2 separate regions of the Mus musculus genome follow, and region 1 is linked to region 2. Evidence: chromatin contacts called from public promoter capture Hi-C data. All regions are on one chromosome and are shown on one strand. Each heading gives the region's core, a stretch centred on a gene start, on an enhancer-like site or on the middle of the called end of the contact. The rest is flanking DNA. Distances are from core to core; before and after follow the strand shown. Region 1 overlaps Prps2 (phosphoribosyl pyrophosphate synthetase 2). Region 2 holds the start of Tlr8 (toll-like receptor 8).

Region 1 (3,081 bases), core at 570-3,069, 96 kb after region 2:
CTCTCTCCCTCCCTCCCTACACACACACACACACACACACACACACACACACATACACTGTCAAACTGTGACATAGAGAGAGACATGTATGTGCAGGTTCAAATGCCCAGAGGCTAGAGGTATCCATCAAAATGCTTGTTCTATCAGTTTCTACCTTATACTTTGAAGCAGGGTCTCTCACTGAACCTGGGCCTAGGCTGGGCCAGGAAGTCACACCGATCATTCTGTCCATATGCGTCACAGTGCTAAAGTTACAGGGTATGTGGTCATGCCTAGCTTTTTAAACAGGTGCTAGGAATTTAAATTCAGGTCCTTACACTTAAGCAGAAAGAACACTTATCCACTGAGTATCTCCCAAACCCTCTTCTGTGATTTTTAAAAGTGGGAGTTTGCAAGGGACAGAAGAACTTAGTATATAATAAAAAATGTTGTTTTAAACCAATACAGAAAGGATGGATAATTCAATAGCTCTTGAATGACTAGATAGCTGGTGGAGGATAGGTGGGAATTGGATTTTTATTTTACTTTTTATTTCCCAATAAATGTCAAATGCAAGAAAAATCAGAACATTAAAAGAGAAAAAGAGACCTTTGAAAATATGCAAAATCATAAGCGAAGAAAAAATTTAAGGGAAAGGCAAGTGCTTCATAGGCCCAGAAGCCAAAATGTAAGTATAAGATGGTTTTCAAAGTTCTTTAGGGAATAAGAATATAAAAGTGGGAGGCAGTTAAAAAACTGGGGAAATACCTGAGATACTCATTAAAAGGTAATAGCCTACCTTTGCCAATCCGCAGGTAAACGTCTCCAGCTAAGACACGGAAGTTTGTACTCATAGAAAAAAACCATCACACCAGAAAGGATGCCTGACTTCACTCCTAACAACCAAGTTCACAAGAAGATATATCTCAGGCTACTTGCCTCATAGGCCAACTGAAACTGATTATACACTATGTGAGCAAGGGTGGGTACCAAGACTCTGGCAGCCATACTGGACAACACTATCTGGAATATCTTTTCTGAAAGACCCACTTTGAGCTCTGTCCACCAAAACTTAAATGTCCTGTGCCTTTGGGCTGGCAGTTTTAATTTTAGGAATGTATCTTATTTAGACAACTATGCAAAAGGTCAGACAATTCTGCTAAATTTGTATCACACAAACAACAGTGTTTCACACAAACAACAGTGTTTATGAATGAGTAGCATGGGAAGGACCACACACACACACATACACACATGCGCGCGCGAGAGAGACTATTACACAGCTATGAAAACAACCAGGTAACCCTGAAAATACATGGCACTGTTGAAATGGTTTCTTTCACTAAATAGAAAAGAGGGGCACTAAGACCCAGCATTTGTGTTTTGTTCTGACTAAGAATGCAAAGCAACTAGCTGCTATATGCTCCTGATGCCACGCCTTCCTGGCCATAATAGGCTGTACCTTCAAATCACAAAGCAAAATAAATCCCCCCTCCCTTGAGAAATGATCAAGAATATATGTTAGATAACTATAGAATTACTGGTAAAATATAGCGAGTTCGCTTTTTAAGAACCTCTGTGGAGAAGTGTGTGCCGCATCTGTGTTATTTTTACTGCTGTGACCAAACCCTGACAAAGAACAACTCAAAGCGGAGAGGGTTAACTTCGTTCGGCTCATGATTTAAGGAAATAAAGCCCACCAGGATAGGAAAATGGCTGGTAGTAGGCAACTTCTTTGTGGCAGGAGCAGGTGGCTTCTATTTGCCACATCTTAGAGGAACAGGAAGCAGAGACCCAAGCAGAAGCTGATCTGGGTTATAAACTACAACCCCACAATGACCTTCTTCTAGTGACACTCTGCCTCCCAGGTTCTACAACCCCCAACGCAGCTGTGGCGCAAGTGTGCAGGCAAAGGAGGCTGGGGGAAAGGTTCCACAGTCAAATCATGGGAACACATTACCGGTAGTCTGCGTCTATGGAACCAGGGGATGTATGTTTGAACACTACCCTAACACTGGAAAGAACAACAGTACTTGATGAAGCTGAGTTACCTTTTCTATTTTCTTTCAATTTGCTTTAATTTTTTATTACTGTGTGTGTGTGTGTGTGTGTGTGTGTGTGTATGCATGTATGCCAAAGCACAAGTGTGGCAGTCAGAATATATTGAAGAAATAGGTCTTCTCTTATGAGGCTCCCAGGTATTAAGCTCAGGTTATCAGACTGGGATACAGACACCTTTAACTCCTGGGTCATCTTACTAGCCTCTGTTTCAATATTTTTGCTGAAAGTATGAATGATATTCTTGGCTATAGATAGAGACAGTTGGGATAGGAAAAGGGAAAGGGCCAAAAGAACTCCATGGAATCTATTATTCTTTAGACTTGCTTGGGCCAAAGTTCTATTTTCTTTTTTCTTTTATGCCAGAGAAAATGGTCATTTGCTGTATGATCAATTGATATGAACACATTTTTTATGTGTCTTCCCATAGAGGGACACTGGAGTAACCAATGGGATCAGGGGACATGGGTGGCAACTGCTAAGGGGCATGGGATTTTTCCTCTTGGTGTGATGAAAATGTGTGGAGGTGGTTACCAGTAACAGTTGCAGAAATCTGAAAATATTCTGAATCCCCTACTGCTGTTATAACCCAAGTTATCTAACACCCCGGACCCCTTAGCCTAGAAGAGATTTGAATGATGTGAATGCATGTTCTACCTCATGACTTTGGGAAGCTTCCAAATCAACTGCAAAGTTGATATGGAAGAAATCCAGGAGAAATGACTCTGCAAAGTCACTCACATGGTTAAAAAGACATGACCTGGGAAAACTTCAATGGCTTGCCCAAGGTCACATGTGCTCATCATGCTCTGGGCTAGAGAATGGACTACTGCTAGCTCCCAAGCCCAACCCTGCTGTACTGGCTAGTTTTGTGTCAACTTGACACAGGCTGGAGTTACCACAGAGAAAGGAGCTTCAGTTGAGGAAATGCCTCCATGAGATCCAACTGTAAGGCATTTTCTCAATTAGTGATCAAGTGGGGAGGGCCCCTTTTGGGTGGGACCATCTCTGGGCTGGTAGTCTTGGGTTCTATAAGAGAGCAGA
Region 2 (3,188 bases), core at 676-3,175:
TCAGACAATCTGACATCATTTTCTAATATCTGTAAGCACTAGGCAATGTGCACAAGCATGCAAAACACTCAAATACATATCAAACAAATAAAAAGTATAATAAACTACCACACATTTCAAATCTACAGGATATAGAGTCTGGGAACAGATGTTCCACTTTGACTTTCTGTGCTTACTAAGTCACCACAACAAGCGTCACTGACATTGCTGTAATGAGTTCCTGTGTATGGTGTTCTCTGAAACTGGACTTCCCGATAGCCTGCCTTTCCCCCCCATCAGTTCTGCTGGTTTTAGGATTATCATTTAGGACGAGAAGCAGTGATCGAAAGAAAATGAAATGATATTCAACATAACATAAGACCGTAAAATATAAACAGTGAGAGAATCAATGTAAGCTTGTAAAACCTACCCTCTTCTTTCCCTCTGGTGACAGGTGGAAGCCAAGGACTTCTTTACAAGCTTCCTCTGATTCACTTACTGTTCTATACTCTCCTTTCTTACGACATAGCTATTTTGACTATCATAGCAATTTACCAAGTCGAAACTGGGCGACTTCAATTGCAGTGTCATATGTGCTTTTGGTCTCTTTGGACCAATCCCATATAGATCACAGTCATTTGTAAGGATCATAAAATTTTACTGCAAAATGAATTGATATTCAAGCTCCATTATGGACCTAACTGAGCATAAAAATTAACTTCCAATAAGTTAAATAGACATTAAATTAGTGTCAAAAGCACACCAAGGCCTTTCATATGCACTAAATGGCTAGGGAAAACATACATGGTCAATTTTAAGTGAGATTTGTTTCAAGTCAGATATTCCAATTTCTCCTTATACTTCCCTGAATTTTCTATAACATACACCATTCAGAGAAACTTGTAGTTTGTTTGCTTTTCAATCAAATATCTTTTGACAATGATAAGAATAGAACTCTTGCTGCATCTAGACAGTGTAAGGCAATAGCAGCAGATGCAGTGAGATGTGCATTTTAAAACTTCAAACAGGAAAAGGAGCTGCTGCTACAGAAACTCCAGCTTTTAGTAGTTAAAAGCAACTATCACCAGACTGCAGATACTGAACCATGTTTGTAAAGCAATGGTTCTCAACCTGTGGGTCATGACCCCTTTGGGAGTCAAAGAATTCTCTCCACAAAGGTTGCCTAAGTCTATAGGAAAACACAGATATTTACATTACAATTAAATATAACAGGAGCAGAATTACAGTAATGAAGTAGCAATGAAATATTTTTGTGGTTGGAAGTCACCACAACATGAGGAACTATATTAAAGTGTCACAGCATTAGAGAGGTTGCGAACCACTGGTCTAGCGGTAGGGAACTTACCATGTTCTATAGACAAAGGAAGGTAAAACGTTTGTTTCTCTCTTAACATCCAACTCTGTTTTTCTGGAAGAAGATGTGCTCTATAGCTGGACCAGAAAATAATAGAACAGCCCAAATTCTTTCTTGGAAGGCTCTTGCTTTCCTGTTCAGAATGATAATATTATCATTGTATTCGGCTTTCAAAGTTTCCTCTCTAATTTAGTTTATCTTAACATTCGCACAAACTCATCAGACAGGCAGTCCTCCCAGCATACAATGTGTGCTGCTGGTTTCCTCTGGCTTCTGCTACTACTTGGCTCAGTTAGTACTTTCTTTGTTTCCATCAGTAGCCACCAACCCGGATCTCTAGATGGGAAATTATATTTTGCAGGAGATCTTTGAGACAAGCTCGCACATAGCTTACCCCTTTCTGGCTGGGATCCCTTCAAGGTTCTCTTTCAATAGCTTGTAGTAGCAGTGCAGTGGTCCTCTGTGTACAGTAGCTGTGCAGAGAGCAGACTTTGGCAAACTTCTGAAATCTGGTCGCTTTAGCATCAGCAAAATCTAGCAATGGATTTGCAGAAGTTTATGTTGGAAGACAGGAACTTGTGATTTCTTAACTGTTGCCAAATCACTTATTGGCTATGCTTTAAAAATTTCGAAACTGAATTCAGAGGAAAAGTCATTTATAAAATTATTTTCATAGAACCCTCACATCATACTTTTTTGAGTTGGCATATATTCATGTCTATGGATACCTGTAGGGTTTGGGTAAGCAGGATTAGGAGGGAAACAGGCAATAAAATGGGGGAGAAAATAATATTTTGATGAAAAATTATTTTAAAAAGCAAACACCTGTACCATAAATTTGTATCAAATTTGGGATTTATGAAACTTATCTTTAGGTATGTAACTCATATATACTTCTGCTTTGTTCCACACCTTTTCAAGACTGCCATGCTGCATAGGTGTCTAGGGATCGCCCACTGTAGCTGGGGCACTTCTACATGCAGCACCTGACATGCAATGTAAGGTCAATAAATGTTCATTCAAAAATAAAAGAATTCCTCATTGAGTGAGAGCAAGAGGGATTGGATGAGCATTGTAGAGTCTGGGGATTTTTCCCTTTTCTCATTTGGTTGGATAAAATTAGACTTGGAGCTTCCAGGGCCAGGGCCCCACCACATATTTCATAGAAAGGTATTCACAATCAAAAACCTTGGAGCAACATCTGGTCCACAAGTAAACACACACACACACACACACACACAAAACAAAAAACCAAAAATTTACAAAGGAACATTTGGCAATTTGGCATGTTGAAGCACTAGCTTCAATCTCTAATTATAAAAACACCCCTCTCAAAAACTAATTCTAATTTTTTTCTGATTACCATGTACATAGTAAAATCTACCCTCAGCTATTATTCTGTTTTGAATTTTATAAATGAAATAATTGTGAGATATTGTTTTTCAGTTACCATGTAAGGATATACATGATATCAGAAATTCACCTCTTGTCCCAAAATGCCAACTTTTAACAGAAAGTCCTTGCTGGCCTCTGGAGAAAGAAGTATGTCAGAGTGAGGTGCTCTGTTCTATAGAGCCTCCTCCTACTAAGTAAGAGGTAAACACACTGTGTGTCATTCACAGAAATGTGGACCACAGAAAGCCTGGTTATAGAAAAAAATGCCTTGAAGAAGTCATAGAATACCTTGGATAACCTTTCCTAGACTGACTTCTGAGTATCAGTCCCTGAGGTATTCACGATTTGGCCATGGTCGGGGAGAGCTTTCTAGGATCCAGGTCATCAAGGAACAGAGACAGCTTAAACATTTGTGACATAACCAGAAATCTTTTTTTTT

What was found. Promoter capture Hi-C pulls out the DNA fragments that hold promoters and counts their contacts.
Region 1: a promoter capture Hi-C map of hematopoietic stem and progenitor cells shows a contact between it and region 2, with 2.1 times the contacts expected there. The contact joins the enhancer-like site here to the promoter of Tlr8 in region 2. A contact is called at or near these places in 13 of 39 promoter capture datasets (the 3T3-L1 cell line, 3T3-L1-derived adipocytes, the C10 cell line and 8 more), 4 of 15 datasets of contacts at CTCF or cohesin (embryonic stem cells, hippocampal excitatory neurons, large pre-B cells and 1 more), 44 of 484 Hi-C or Micro-C datasets (3T3-L1-derived adipocytes, the AML12 cell line, B cells and 25 more), 6 of 115 datasets of contacts at active chromatin or transcription factors (CD8 T cells, the HPC-7 cell line, Th17 cells and 3 more) and 2 of 9 other capture datasets (liver and macrophages).

The regions. Positions count from the first base shown.
Region 1 is chrX:167,358,087-167,361,167 of GRCm38.p6, forward strand. The region is part of intron 4 of Prps2 (phosphoribosyl pyrophosphate synthetase 2); the gene reads right to left. Among named protein-coding and RNA genes, the nearest start is that of Prps2, 23 kb to the right of the region's middle. Within about 2 kb of position 1,820, at least 28 of the 459 cell types and tissues checked have an H3K27ac peak or open chromatin away from gene starts, as enhancers often do. A contact at or near this core is called in hematopoietic stem and progenitor cells and pro-B cells, where this site is marked.
Region 2 is chrX:167,262,404-167,265,591 of GRCm38.p6, forward strand. Tlr8 (toll-like receptor 8) reads right to left here and starts at 1,926. Exons shown (of 3, transcript NM_133212.3): 1 at 1,749-1,926; 2 at 1,346-1,487. The coding sequence starts at 1,348.